Regions from separate parts of the Athene noctua genome. Here region 2 is linked to region 1. A link is a contact called in public Hi-C data. All regions are on one chromosome and are shown on one strand. Each heading gives the region's core, a stretch centred on a gene start, on an enhancer-like site or on the middle of the called end of the contact. The rest is flanking DNA. Distances are from core to core; before and after follow the strand shown. Region 1 holds the start of THOC1 (THO complex subunit 1). Region 2 holds the start of YES1 (YES proto-oncogene 1, Src family tyrosine kinase).

Region 1 (7,131 bases), core at 3,228-5,727:
AAAGGTGGAACCTCCAGTCCACAAAGCTGGATGCAGGAAAGGACTTCTGCTTTAGCCTGTTAATAGAAATCAAAGCATATACGGGAGCACTGCATGCCATAACTCAGGGACACCCCAGCTGAGCATGTTGCTTTCAGAGATTCAGAGACAACAGCAGAATACAACCACTGAAATACTCATGCAAAGAGATAGGGATGGGCAGGAGGGCTGCCTGCACTTGTCATGCTTCAGAGAGCAAAACTGTCCAAAGCCCAAGGTTACAGGACTGGAAAAGAGCAAGATCCATGACATGGAGGGCTTCAGTGCTGAGCTGAATTCCTCACACTCTCCTAGTGATTTAAAAGATAAATGACTACTAAAGAAGGAGAGTTAAGAGGAGAAAAGACTGATTGGCTGGTAAGGTATCTGCAGTGCAGACCAATTCAGCAACTTAAAAAAGGCCAATATTGCTATTTCCTGGGACAAAAAATGGTGACTTGAAACTCAACTGAAAGCAGTGTTCTTGCTCAAAAAACAGCCAATTTGTAGTTCATCTGAAAACAATGCTCCTCCACAAAAAGTGGTCATTTGTAACTCAGAAACAATGTTCTTGCTCCACTGGGAGTTTCCTCAGTATTGTTAGGCTAACGTGTTGTTACTGTTCTCAGCGTGGTACCATACCTGGGTGGGGAAATAAATTGCTTATGGTACTCTGGCCTCTGCGAGTTGTTCATGTGCTGGTGAGGATGGCGAGGTCAACAGAAATAAGAAATGTCTCATCCAGCCTTCCCAGGAGGCCATCATATCTGTGTGAAAAAGACAGGTGACCATTGTGCTTACCATGAGATTTAGCTAAGAAAAAGTTACGGAATGAGCTCATTTGTATTTGAATCAGGGCAGGCTCAGCTTCTCCTGACAGCAAAAGTAGGAAGGGACACAAGAAAATGAAAATATCTTCCATGCTATTTAGCAAAACAATTTTCTGTACGTATTTCCTACATGTTTTGCATAGTGTCATCCCTGAGCTGTCTTTATGCGTATCATCTAAAAAGGAAAAAATGTCACCTGAGGTAGGATTCACCTCACCTAAATTTAGTTGTCTAAATCAGATCATTTTGGTGAATGTAGAGAAACAGGCATTGACAGGGTCATATTCCCCCCCTGCCTTAAACCCAGGTGCTTTAAGCTGAGACTCATGCCTGGGAGATGAGCCGAACCCTCCCTCTCCACATGAAGCACAAAGGACAAGCTCAGCATAGACATCTACAGGGCAGAGAGATGAATCCCACCTTAACTCCTGTGGATGCGATTCAGGTCGTTAGTGCTGGTTTAGATGTGGAAGGGTGTCAAGGCCTCCAGTTGCTGCTTCAGAAGGATGCAGGTCTCATGCCTCACACTCTCATCTGTCAGCAATGTGTAGATGTCTCCCGTACCCAGGGATGTTTAACAGGTCACTGGGCACCTTTCTTTAGGTACCTGAACTCCTCCTTGTATTTCCAACTGTAAAGTAGAACAGGCTGGGGCTTAAAAAGCTATTTTCAATTTGAAAATTGGATAATTTGTGACAAACTTTTCCTCTACTATATATTGGGGGGAGGGGGGAATTTCCAAATAAATTCCAACTAAATGAGACAATGCTTTTCTTATTTAAAATTATGGGGGGGGGGGGGGGGGGGGGGAAGAGAAGGGAATTGAAGGGCAAGGAGAGGTTTTAAAAAACAACAAAACCAAATAAACCAAAGCCAAAAATGAAACGATAGCCATATATTTCAAATTTAAATCTATATAAAATTGTGCATGATTTTCTCAATTAAAAAAAAAAAAAAAGCAACACAGAAATATTTCCAGCAAAATTGCACTTTTCATAATATTCTATATTTTCTTGTAGCAACTACATATTTTTGGCTAGAGCTACAGTAACCTCTTCAGGTAGAAATAATATGGGACCTCAGTGGGATGTCACAATAATTCTGACAAGGTCAGAGTCTATGCATTAGGAGTCATCTCCAGCGGAACAGCATCTAAGTGTACTTCTCCCTTTGGTGGTAAGAAACCAGTGGTTCAGCTGCTTGGGGAATCACAACCCAAAGTGGCTAGAAAAGGATGGTCAAAGGGTGCTGAGAAAGAATACCACATGCTGATGTGGTTTAACCCCAGCTGGCAACTAAGCACCACACAGCCACTCATTCACTCCCTGACAGTGGGATGGGGGGGAAGACTCAGAAGAATAAAAGTGAGAAAATTCATGGGTTGAGATAAAGACAATTTAATAAGTAAAGCAAAAGCCACTCACGCAAGCAAAGCAAAACAAGGAATTCATTCACCACTTCCCATGGGCAGGCAGGTGTTCAGCCATCTCCAGGGAAGCAGGGCTCCATCACGCATAACGGTGACTTGGGAAAATAAACTTCATCACTCCTGACACCCCCCCCTTCCTTCTTCTTCCCCCAGCTTCATGTGCTGAGCATGACATCATATGGTATGGGATATCCCTTTGGTCGTTTGGGGTCAGCTGTCCCCTCCCAACTTCTTGTGCACCCCCAGCCTATTCGCTGGTGGGGTGGGGTGAGAAGCAGAAAAGGCCTTGACCCTGTGTAAGCATGGCTCAGCAATAAGGAAAACATCCCTGAATTATCCACACTGTTTCCAGAACAAATCCAAAACATAGCCCCCTCCTAGCTACTATATTGAAAATTAACTCTACCCCAGCCAAAACCAGCACACATGCGTTAAGAGATCTTCCCCTCACAGAGCCCCCAGGGTTTCTGGCAGTGCTCCTCGCCCAGTGAATTGGGACTGGCATGTCTCTACATACGAGGGGAAGAAGCCTACCTTCATCAAATAACATAGCTTTTTCTTCCAGGGGTTAAAGAAACCCACTCAGTGTTGCAACACAGATGTGCTGTGTGGAGGAATTTAGATTTAAGGGCAGTCACACACCCAGGAACACGGTGACAGTCTAAACAGACTTAGACCGGTTTGTTTAGTGCTAGTCACACACCTTGAGAGCCATTTATCACCAGAATGGGCTGGGCAGGATCAGCCAGCCATAGCTGGCTTTTTAGTGATGGTGATTGCTTAAGAAATTTCAACACTGGTAAGAAAAAAGGTGTGTGGGGGGGGTTGTGTTTGGTTTGGGACGTTTTCTTCCAGCAGGAAAAGAAGGTCAAATCCCTTTGCTTTGACAGCAAAAAGTAAAGCAGAAGTGGTGGGAGAAAACAGTATCTCCAGTCAGTTTCGTGGTGCCCTTGAGAGTCCTAGGAGAAGGCTGATGAAGAATATATTTGGTTTATGGCTGAACACCACACAGCAAGGGTTCCCAAATCATAGCTGCAAGCTTGGACATGAGAATGGAAGACAAGGCATCCCAAGCCTGGAAATGAACCGTCAAAGAGCCAAGTTTGGGAACCACCATTATTTAGGCTAGCTAGAAGAAGTGGTCTTTAAAGGAGCTGGGCCAGAAAAAATATGAATTCCACAATAAACATTTGTTTATTTTTGCAGGACATTTGCCAGTGAAGCAATGATTAAGCTTCCATTAAAAGAGACTCGGGAGGAGGTATCTGTAGGATATTGTTCAACCTGTGAACTGCTGGCGCTGAGGTGATTTTACTGACGATATGAAAATTCCTTATTATTCTTCCTTCAGTGATACTTTGAAGATGGTGGTAGATCGTGGCTTTGCAGTTGTTGAAGGTTGAACTTTTAGAACAATGTAGCAATATTATGCTGAGATCAAGAAAGAAAGTCAAAGGCATCCCTAATCAGAAGAAGAAGTAAATTGCCTTCTTTGAGCAAGGACATCCTGGAGCAATTAGATCTTGAAAAGGGTACATTGCCAACTTGGCAAGCAAGGTCCATGCATCCTTAGCTGAACTACTCTCATTGTAATACTAATAATTATGTCTATAGGTCCAGAAGACCCTTGCCCAGGTGAAGACCCTGCCCCTGAGCATGCATCGTAGTAGGACTATTGTGTCAGCAGTATTATAATTGCATGTAAATTACTAAGCAATCATCACAGAGAGGATGGACTTGGAGAATTACTAATTTCTTCAAGTTTTGTGTATGAATACAGCACGACAAGTCCCTCTGGTGTGTCTGATTCGTGGGAAGCCACCGAGCACCTGGGCTTGCACAACCCTAAAATAAATAAGCAGCGTCTCTCCTGGCTGTGTGATTATTGACCTAGTGCACATCGGGCGACGAACCCACTTTTCGGACAACACGGTGGCTAGAAGAACCCCCTCCGCATCCGTCACTCCGCCACACGTAAACCTTTTAAAGCCGTTTTCACTACGACAGCAGCCCACAACCAAACGCCGCGGCCTGACGCTGCCTCCCCCTCTCCCGCCTCCATCCACGGAGGCCGCCCCGCGCGCATGCGCCCCCGCGCGCGCTCCGGCGGGAGGAGAGAGCGAGGCTCCGGCGGGGGGCGGGGTGGAGGAGGCGTGGCCTAGCGGAGGAGGCGTGGCCTAGCGGGGAAGAGGCGTGGCCTATCGGGGAGGAGGCGTGGCCTCTCGGGACGTTGTCAGAGCCGTTGGGGGCAGAGCCGTTGTGGGAGCATGGCGTCATCGGCGCGCGCTGCGGAGCGTCGTTCCGTTGGAGCAATGTCGCCGCCGCTCTTCAGCCTGCCCGAGGCGCGGCTCCGCTTCACGGTGAGGCCGGGCACGAGCGCGGGCGGGCCGGCTTGGAGGCTCCTCTCCCTCGCTACCGCGCGGAGGGGGACGGGGCGGGAGGCAGGCTGCGCCTGCGCGCCGGGGTAGGGCTCTGCCTCAGCGGGCGCCGCCCGCCCCCTGCCCTTCCGCAGGCCCGGCCAGGGCTCCCCCTCCGGAGGGGCTCGGCCTCTCCTTTAGCGGGCGTTCAGGGCAGGCCACGTGAAGTTGGGCGACGGGGCTTCGTACAGGCTCGGTCTAGCTCGCCAAGGGGAGGCTCTGCTGTTCAGTTAACTAAAATTAACGTAAAATAAAAAATACGGTGTAACCGCCGCAACAAAACGACCGTAGCAACGCGCTTGTCTCTTTTGCGCCTCTCGCTTTTCCGTTGCTAGGGCAGGTGGCAGGTGGGGTTGGATGCGCACCCAGGCCTCTGGATCCCGGCCTCTTGCAGCCTCGTTTGTTGGGCAGGAGGATGGGATTTGCACAGAAGGAGTCGAGGCACAGAAACTTGCTCCATTAGGTGGATTTTGTTACAGGATGTAGTAATCTTTCCCACCATCTTCTTATCGGGTGTCATGTTCCAAATCACTTTAACCTGCCTGTGAGGCGGGGGCAGTTGTGGGGGGGTGACTTGAGACTGTTGTAGATACAGCATTGGTCACAACAGTGTATTCCTCCGTGTTTCGCTTAAAAATACTACTGCTGTCAGAGGAAGGAGGAGATCCTTCTGGTTTTGTACTGGTTTTCTGACTTCTCTTTCTTTACATTTTGGTAGACATCCACCAGAGAGGCTCTGAATAACAAAAGTATCAAGCCATTGTTGAACGCATTTAACCAGATTCCTGGGAGGTAGGTAAATGTTGCTTGGTTTTAAAAGGTGCCTATTCAGATAATTTTTAGTAATCTTGTCCTTAGTATTCGTTATTAACTGATGTGGAATGTTTGCATTTGCAGTGAAAATGAAAAGAAGTGTACCTTGGATCAAGCATTTAGAGTTATTGTAGAAGAAGAAATAGTAAGTACTTTAAACTGCTACAGTTTATCTCTTACTAAAACTCAAATTTCTATTTTTAAGTTAATATATTAATTTAACAGCAACTTACTTTAGTATAATACTGTTTATTAAAAGCATGAATTGTGTAGAAGTTACCTGATTAAGATCAAATATAGATGATAGATTGGTAGGTAGGACAGCATGGCAGTATTTTACAGATAGCACACTGTAGTGAAAGGTGTTGGTTTAGCCTTTTCCAGCATGTAATGCTTATGAAAATCTGCCACATCTTAAAAATTCTAGTTCATAAATATGCATTATTCTACAGTTATAAGAGTGGGGTGGAGTGGGTTATCTGGTACTAGCATATAACAAAGCTGCCTGTTGACTGAGAAGAATGATGAAAGGAATCGAATAATCTTTTTGTTGGTGTTACTTGAATTAATGCTGAATGTAGGATGTTAATTTTCAGGTGTAAATGACTGTCTATGCAGTAGGCATTACAGAGTCTTTAACGGCTGGAAGCAGTCAAGACATCTTGCACATTCAGTAAAGTCTTTCTATAGTTAACTAACAGGTCTGATTTAATAGATTGATTGAAGTTTTGGGAAGCTGAACATCCATATTTGTTTTAAACTTGCCTACTTGGAAACAAGAATTTTAGTTTTGTTAGACATACCTAAGTCAGAATAGAGAAGCTTAACACTGTTTTGTTTGTTTAGATAAACAAAGCTCCATGTGAAAATCTCCTGGCAATTATTTCTCTTGCTATTAATGGAGTTACAGAAGGTGAGCATCTTTCTTTCAAATCTCTTGGCAGTTTTAGGGACCATTCAGAGGAATTTTAAAATCTTGATTTTTTTTCTAAGTCATCTGCAGTAGTTAGCTTTGATAATATGTGGCCCTTATGCTAGTGGTTATTGTGTATTTCACAACAGGAATGAAGTATATTATAATTAATTGAAATCTTTTTTTATGTAATAGAGGAAGATGCGTGGTTTTGGTTGCAACATAAATAGCATTTTATATCTTTGTCTACCACTTTAAAACACTTCAAGTGTCCCATCATCATTTCCGAGAGGCGGAGAGGTTAAATGATTTGTAGGTTTTTCTGTCAGTTGATGGCAGAGCCAGAATTAACTTCTGAATATCTGTGCTCCTGTCCCAGTAGTGACCTGTCAGCACACACTGTCTTGTAGATACTTGAATCTGTTTCTGTAACTGTCTTGTGTGTCAGAAATCAGTGTGCTGATCTCCTGAGGAGGCTTTCATGCTCTTCCCTTTGTTTATTTATTCACATTACACATCAAATATTTGTATGTTTTAGTAAGTATAGGTCAACTACATATGTGTTTTATGAACTGTAGAATAACAAGACCTGTGATTGTGGAGGAACACAGGTACTACCAAACTACAGAGCGTGGGTGGACAGACTTGGAGCTCTGCTTTAGTGGTGCTTTACTTGAGGAAAACACTCTCGGACTTCATGGGTGTGTGTAG
Region 2 (7,131 bases), core at 2,770-5,269, 290 kb before region 1:
CTTAAATAGAATACTTGCTTCAGAATAGGAAACAATGACAGATCCTCACGCAGTCACTTAACACTCCATTTCCTTACTGAACTACTATATTCACATATAATTTGCACACGTAATATTTGCATTTGAAGATGTTTCACTTTTAAAAATCAGATTTTATTAATAGCTTCACTTGAAGAAATTAACATGACAAAACAAAAACTACCCACTTATTTGACTAACACAATATTCAGATTCAAAAGAAACATCTATCCTTTGCTAAACTCCCTATTCTTAAAAATATTAATGTTAAGTGCTTAAAAGTAAGCATGTGACTAATACTAATTAATTCCAAGAACTGCTTTTTGTAATACTATCACGCAGCACAATTAACAATAGGAACTTGGCCCATGACTTTTAGAAGATGCTGCTATAAAATACCACTGTTTTCCATACTTTTAAAGAGTGATAGCTAGGATGAGGCCTTGACTACCAGTTATTTCTCGGAATGAATTTAGGTCCAGCAAAAGTTTTTATCTCTTTTAAAAGAAAAAACTGTTTGCAGGATACCATGAACCACTACAATTTTTCTGTTTATTCTGATCTATCGGAGAACAATCCCACCAAGTGTTTTCAAGCATGTCTCAATGTTTTCAAGCTACTATAATGTATACTTAACCTTTGGCATGTACTGTAAAAGCTCTTTAGAAAATCAACCTGCCCATGTACTTCAAAATCACAGGATACAAGTCTTGTATTCTCCAGTCACAAATCACTGAACCCACATCAATGCCTGATATGTCTCAGTCTGCCTTCTTCCATTCTCTAATTCCTCCTTCTTTCTTTCTGCTTTTAGACCCGTATTCCCCCTTATAACCCTAAAAATACTTAATTTGGCATAATATATACTCAATCCTATCAGTCATCAAGTAATTTGAACCACAAAAACCATTAAGGATTGTATAAATATAAATGATCACCTTCTTTAAAAATTAATTCAAATATATGAGAATTTTCAAAGACAGACTACATTTAGAAAGGCATTCTCCATGTACTATTCGCACAAATCTTTAAGATTATGTTAATGCCAACTAAAAATGCAACACAGTTGAGGAGCTAGTGAACGCTGAGCCTGCCTGATGGGCTATGTGGGAAACTGTATCCAGCAAATGGCAGCAATGAATCCCTACAGTGGTACCATCTCATACCGTATTCCAGCCATGCTAAAGCATGCAAGAGCAGCTCCTCCCTCCCCTTCCTGGACAAAGTAAAAAATATTAATTTAAACCAAAAGAATAAAAGGGATAGGAAATTCCTATAAGCAGGCACTGACTTGGCTGACTCATGGCTGAGACTGGTGCCAGTTTCAGACTCCTGAGCGAACACTGAACGGTGCCAGTCCACCTGCACGGCTCGTAACAGCACTCCCAGCACCGCAGCAGATTTGAGAGCCCACTCAATAACAGCAGTGCAGCAACATAAGGGGGTTTTACCCAGGCAAAATGCAGTGACAGGTTGCAGGCTAGCTCACAGGCAGAAGGTGGCAATGATGCCCCAAGTCCCCTCCAGTGCAGGATTAAACAGACTGAACCACCAGCAGTTTGATCGTTTTAAGTCACCTGTTCAACATTTCCTTATAAAAATGAGGAATGCTCAGACTATCAGTGACAAGTGCAAGACATTTTAAGAAGCAGCCAATTTTTCCACTGCAACAGAAGCATGTCTAGCCTCCAAGACTCCTGACTCAAACCCTCATCTATTCTTTCATGCCCATAGGGTGTGGGTCTGAGCTTGCTGTCAGTTATGGGACTGGTCATCTTGTCTTCTCCCCAACTGCTCTATTTTAATCACATTGTGCTTGAAATTAAGTGTGCCGGTCTCTCCACTATCAACCAAAGCCGATCGCAGCCCCAGTACTATCTGTGGCAGCTGACAGCACACGTACATGTAAAACAGTAAGTGGAGGCCACAGTTAACGGTTCAGTCTTTCAGAAACCCACCTAAACTTTCCTTATATTCATCCTAAGGAGAGAAAGCAATGGGAGAGGTGTGATGGACTGAGAATCCCAACAATACTTTTGGTGCCACACAGGCACATCCAGGTGCTGGGAGCAAGGACAGCTACACAATCCCATCCATCAACCCCACGCCTGAAACCTGTAAGTCAATTTACAGTGACAGCGGGAGCCAATATGCCTCTAACTATAAAGCTTCAGTCCGATGCTGAAAAATTTAAGAAAAATTATTAACTTCGAAGCATAATGAAGATGATGATATTCGTAGGGCTCATTTTTTCAGATAGTGAAGTTTTACCATTGCGCTGTAAAATTAACCACACAGCAATGCTTGCCTGTGTATAAAAAAACATAACACTTGATACTGGAAGTCAAACCTTGCTCTCACTCAAGACTACCGTAAACTCAGCCAGTGCCATGAAGCTGTGGCAGTTCCAGAGCTCCAACCAGCCTGAAAACACTCCTCCTCAGTTAAGTAATTCATTGCCCAGGTCAATTTATAAGATTTGCTGTTGATTTCTAAATTAAAAATCCATTCTGTATAATGTGATTTAGGCTCCTGGCAGAACAGGAACATGATAAACTGCACCACTCTAACGGGATTGCATGAGTATGATTTATGGTAAGTAGTCTCCAAATCTAAAACACTTTTGCTTTTTTGTATTTTGTTAACTGCTTAGTGTATTTATGGTCCTGTAAAAGCAAATGCATGTATTTGCTTTATCTTAAATTAAAAAAGAAAAATGGCCTTACTCCACAGCATTGCCTGGAAGATAAATTAGGACATCCCGTTTCAATATTTTTTTTTTAAGATTAAAAAATTATTATATTAGATTATCATTAACGATCAATACAATTACTTTTTTATAGTCTGCCTTTGAACCACATAAAGAGGCAAGAGACATAAATGCTATTCCGGTGCCAAATTTGACTATTAGAGAGCTGAAAACAATAAAAGACAATGCTGAAAGAGAACTGCCCATTCCTTAGGGGCCTTTTTAAATTTTCTTTTGGCTTCTTCCTGCAGTCTGCAGTTCTGAAAGCTAGCGGCATTTCCACAACCTTTCTCCGTGAAGCCCACCTGGACACAAATTCTGTTTCTTATTTTTCTGAAAATGCGAAACGCTGACTTCTAGAAATTGCTAAGTGGGAAACCACCCATAACATAAAATACCAGGGAGTTACTGGTGCGTTATCTATAGGCTTGTTCTTTGTTTGCTCAGTGTTCGGGCGACAGGTTTATCGCAGCGCAGCGGTGCAGCACCGGGCTTTCCCAAGCCGCAAGCGCTATTCCACGCCTGTCGCGACAGCTCCTCAGCCCCCGGCGCTACCCGCGCTTCACCAGGACCGTTTCGCATCGGTTTGACTCAAAGAAATGCAATCTACCAAGCCTAAGCCACGGCCCACCTGGAAATGCCGGGTTGAGGAGTTTAAAAGTTATTTTTGTTCGCCTTTCCCACACCACGCCGAAGGGCTCCGCTGCCGAAATCTTTCAGGTTCAGCTTCTGCGGCGAGAGAGGCTCACCGCGCTCACCCGCCCGACACGGCGGGAAGCGGGGAAGCAGCCCAGCGGCTCGGCCGCCCCCCGCCATTTACCCCGCCAAAGGTCCCACCGCCCAGCCCCGGGAGACAAGGACGGGGGCAGGCGGCTGCCCTCGGCCCACGCCTCGCCCCCGAAGCCGCAGGGCAGCACAGGGCAGAGCAGCGCAGGGCAGGGCAAGCCCCGGCTCCCTCCCCGCCGCCGTTGGGGGAGCGGACGCCCGCCGCTCCGCCACCATGTTGGCTCCGTGCGCAGCGGCGCGGAGGAGGAGGAGGGGGCAGCCGCCAGCCCGGCTCCGCGGGGGCCGCCCGGCTCCTCCCCGCAGCCTCCGAGTCGGGCGTGGGGCCGCTGCCCCGGCCGGGAGGCGCGGCAAGCCGGAGCCGGGCCCGGGGCGCATGGGGCGGCAGCGGGGGCGGGGGCAGCTGCGCGGCGGAGGAGGGGCCGCGGTGCCCGCCGGAGAGCCCGGCCGTAGGGGCGGGGAGTCTCCTCCTCCTCCCGCAGCGAGGCTCCGGCTCCCCGCACGCACCGGAGCGCCGGGCTCCCTCCTCCTGCTCCTCGTCCCTCCTCCCTTCCCCTCCTCCCCCCCTTCCCTCCCCGGGTCGCCGCGGCTCCGGGAGGAGCGGGGGGGGCCCCGCTTCCTTCCCTCCCCCCCTCCTTCTCCCACCCGCCACGCCGCGGAGAGGCAGGTGAGGACCCGGCCGCGTCCCCGCTCCCCCGCCCCGCGGGAGAGGCGGCCGCGATGGCGGCGGCGCCCGCCGAGGCGCTAGGCCCCGGCCGCCCGCCCCCGGCTTCTCCCCGCCGGGCGGCCCCGCCGCCGCGCCCCGGGGGAGGGGGGGACGGGGAAGGGAGGGGGCGTCCCCCCCCCCCGGCCCCTTTCTCCACAGAAAGTTTCTGAGCAACTTTCCCCTGGGCCCGAGCCCCCGCCCGCGGGGCCAGGGGTCGGGGGGAGCCGCGGCCGCCCGGGGCTGGGCCGGGCTGGCTGCGGGGGGCGGGCGGATGGAAGTAAGTTTGTGAGGGGAGGCCCCCGCCGCCGGACTCCCGCCGCGGCCCCTTCCCGCCCGGCTGCCGCGATCGCGGGCGGTCGCTCGTTCCCCGCCCGGGCCGGTGAGCGGAGTGAGCCGGTCCCGGCTCAGCGCCCGGGCGCAGACAGCCGAGCGCCGGCACCGCCGGCCGCGGTCGCAGGATGTAAAAGGGGAAAATCCAGGAAATTGCGAGTCGCCCGTAGCTTGGCCTGCGTGGAATTATTTTCTTTTTTTTTTTTTTTTTTCTCTCCTCGCTGTTCCGGTTTGTATCCCTGCGCCGAGCAGGAACGCGCCTGCTTTAAATTTCTGAGTCATTAATTTAAATGTTTGATCGTCACACTTCATCAAGCCTCGTAGCCTTCCCCACGCGTTAAACCAAATGTATCGGGACACACGGAGGCCCCAATCCCTGCGGAGGCTGCGCGTAACTTTCCGCGCTGTGCGGACCCGCAGGCGTGCTGCGCGGGAAGTTGCGCGCACATCCCTGGGGCCGAGGGCCGGCGTGGCGGCTTCTCCATTGTACAATACTGCAAACGGTCGGGTTTATCGCATTCACTTCGGAACGGTCTGTTCCCCGTGTCTGCTACGCGTGTGGGTACGGGCCGCTTTGCGCTGGGAAAACTAGGATAGAAATATTTCCGAACCTCAGGTTGTTTAAGAAAGCGTGTTCAGATGTACCCGCTGGATTTAACCCAAAGCGGAGGCTGCTCGTTCATTAAAAAGTAGACGTTTGGATTTCTTTAAACTGGCCGAATGATCCAAAACCAGTTTAAAACTTATGGTGTGTTGCCAAGGAAGGTGTATTGTATTTCTCTCAATAACTCATAGATGGCTGAATGAAGTTTCAGGAAAATTGTGCAAGCAAAATTGACCTTTAGTCGGGGAAGCAAAATACAAAAGTTTACCTTAGCGTCTTTTTCTTTCATTTTTGGAAAGTAAGCCCGTGAAGAAGATGGGTTTCTGATAAAATTGCCTTGTCAGTTACACTTGTGGTATCTCTGTCAGTAGGTAGTACAGCTTTGCCCTAACGCTATGTTTTTGCAGGCTTCGTGCATATAAAAATTGCAATTTCACTCATGTTTCTGATACATGGCTTTAAATTTAGCTGCACAAGGTTCCCGCTAAACATGGAGCGGAGATTATTGGTGTGTTTTTCACAGGCCGGGTGCCGGGGTTAATTTTGGGACGAGGTAGCATCTGTGAGGGGAACAGAAAGAGAGCTGTGCTGAATTTCAGAGAAAAAGACCCAGCCATACCAGGAGTGTAGTTGGTATGTGATTGCCAGTAATTATTCCACAGGTTTTGTTAGCTTTATTTCCTCGGGAGGTGCAGCTCAAATGAAACTGCAGTATGTGTGTGCCATCAGTCCCTCTAATAACTCTTCTGGCTGTTAGCCAATTTCAAACAAAGTTGGCAGCAGAGGTCTCCCGGATGAGCAATTTCTATAAAATTTGTGAAAGTAAGGAAGCCAGGTAGAAGAAAGCTCTTAACCTGCACACAGGAGAGTTTATGTCAACACATCTCAAGCTGGAAATTGATGCAGGAAATGGGCCTCCCTGGTTTTGCTGCTCACAGAGCTACTGGTCCAGTTTTCAATAGCTTTTTAATATCTGGACCCCAGAACCGGTCTTTGTAACATGAAGAACTTCATTCAGAATGGGAGTAGTGAGCCCAAGGTAGATTTAATCTGCGTTTTGTGTTATAAAGAGAGATTTTCAAGGGAATATTTATTACCTAACAATAGTTCTTTGGCTATGAAACAAATAGACGGAACTGAAAGTACATTTAAATTGCTACATTATTTGAAATAACTAGAAAAATAATTTAATATATCTTTGGTGTTTTGTGTACATTTCTTTTTCCCAGACTTCTCTACAGACAGAATTACTGAAAAACTGCAGTTCACAATTTTTAGCTTTTATAATCAATATTCACGTAGCAGGGCAGAGAACCACACTTCTGCACTAGCGGAATATTCTTTATATTGAGCTTTGCATACTTCCTGCAGCTTGTGAAGGATGAAATTGGCACTCTCTTTGCTCTGATAAAGGAAGGCCGTCATGTGACAGTGATGTGAAAGTCTGCCGTTTGGCACACGTCAGTTTACGTGGTCAAAGTTTACTTTATGAACAATGTAACTGTATGGGTTTACTTTTCTATATGTGCTATCTGCGGACAAAAGCTGTATATTTTCAATAGATAATTCCTTATGTTCAAACCGTTCGTTAAAAGAAACACATTATTGCATCTGTATTCCCTTCTTCGATCCAGCTGTTTTGCCTTGAACTTTGATGGCAATTTGAGTAAGCTACCTTGATGTTAGTCTAAAAATTGGTGTCAGCATTAACACAAGGACTACTTTAGGAATGCGTCCTTATTCTGCTGCGTCACATCAAGCAGCCTTTTTCAGATAGGACACCTTCTGTGCATATATACACAGTCTGGTTTCTGTGAAGCCCTCGTCAAAGTTTTCAGGCTTCTAGTACTGGAAGTCCTCTGCTAGTTGATGGAACAGATTGATTACTGAGGGAGAAATGTACTTTCTCAAACTACTGGAACAGAATGGTTTAGTTTTTGT

What was found. A called contact is a pair of places that touch in the nucleus more often than the background predicts.
Region 2: a Hi-C map of heart shows a contact between it and region 1, with 3 times the contacts expected there. The contact joins the promoter of YES1 here to the promoter of THOC1 in region 1. A contact is called at or near these places in 2 of 2 Hi-C or Micro-C datasets (heart and liver).

The regions. Positions count from the first base shown.
Region 1 is chr2:52,878,182-52,885,312 of bAthNoc1.hap1.1, reverse strand. It overlaps THOC1 (THO complex subunit 1), which reads left to right and starts at 4,477. Exons shown (of 22, transcript XM_074897755.1): 1 at 4,477-4,637; 2 at 5,413-5,486; 3 at 5,592-5,652; 4 at 6,354-6,420. The coding sequence starts at 4,545.
Region 2 is chr2:53,163,033-53,170,163 of bAthNoc1.hap1.1, reverse strand. YES1 (YES proto-oncogene 1, Src family tyrosine kinase) reads left to right here and starts at 4,019. Exons shown (of 12, transcript XM_074899122.1): 1 at 4,019-4,217.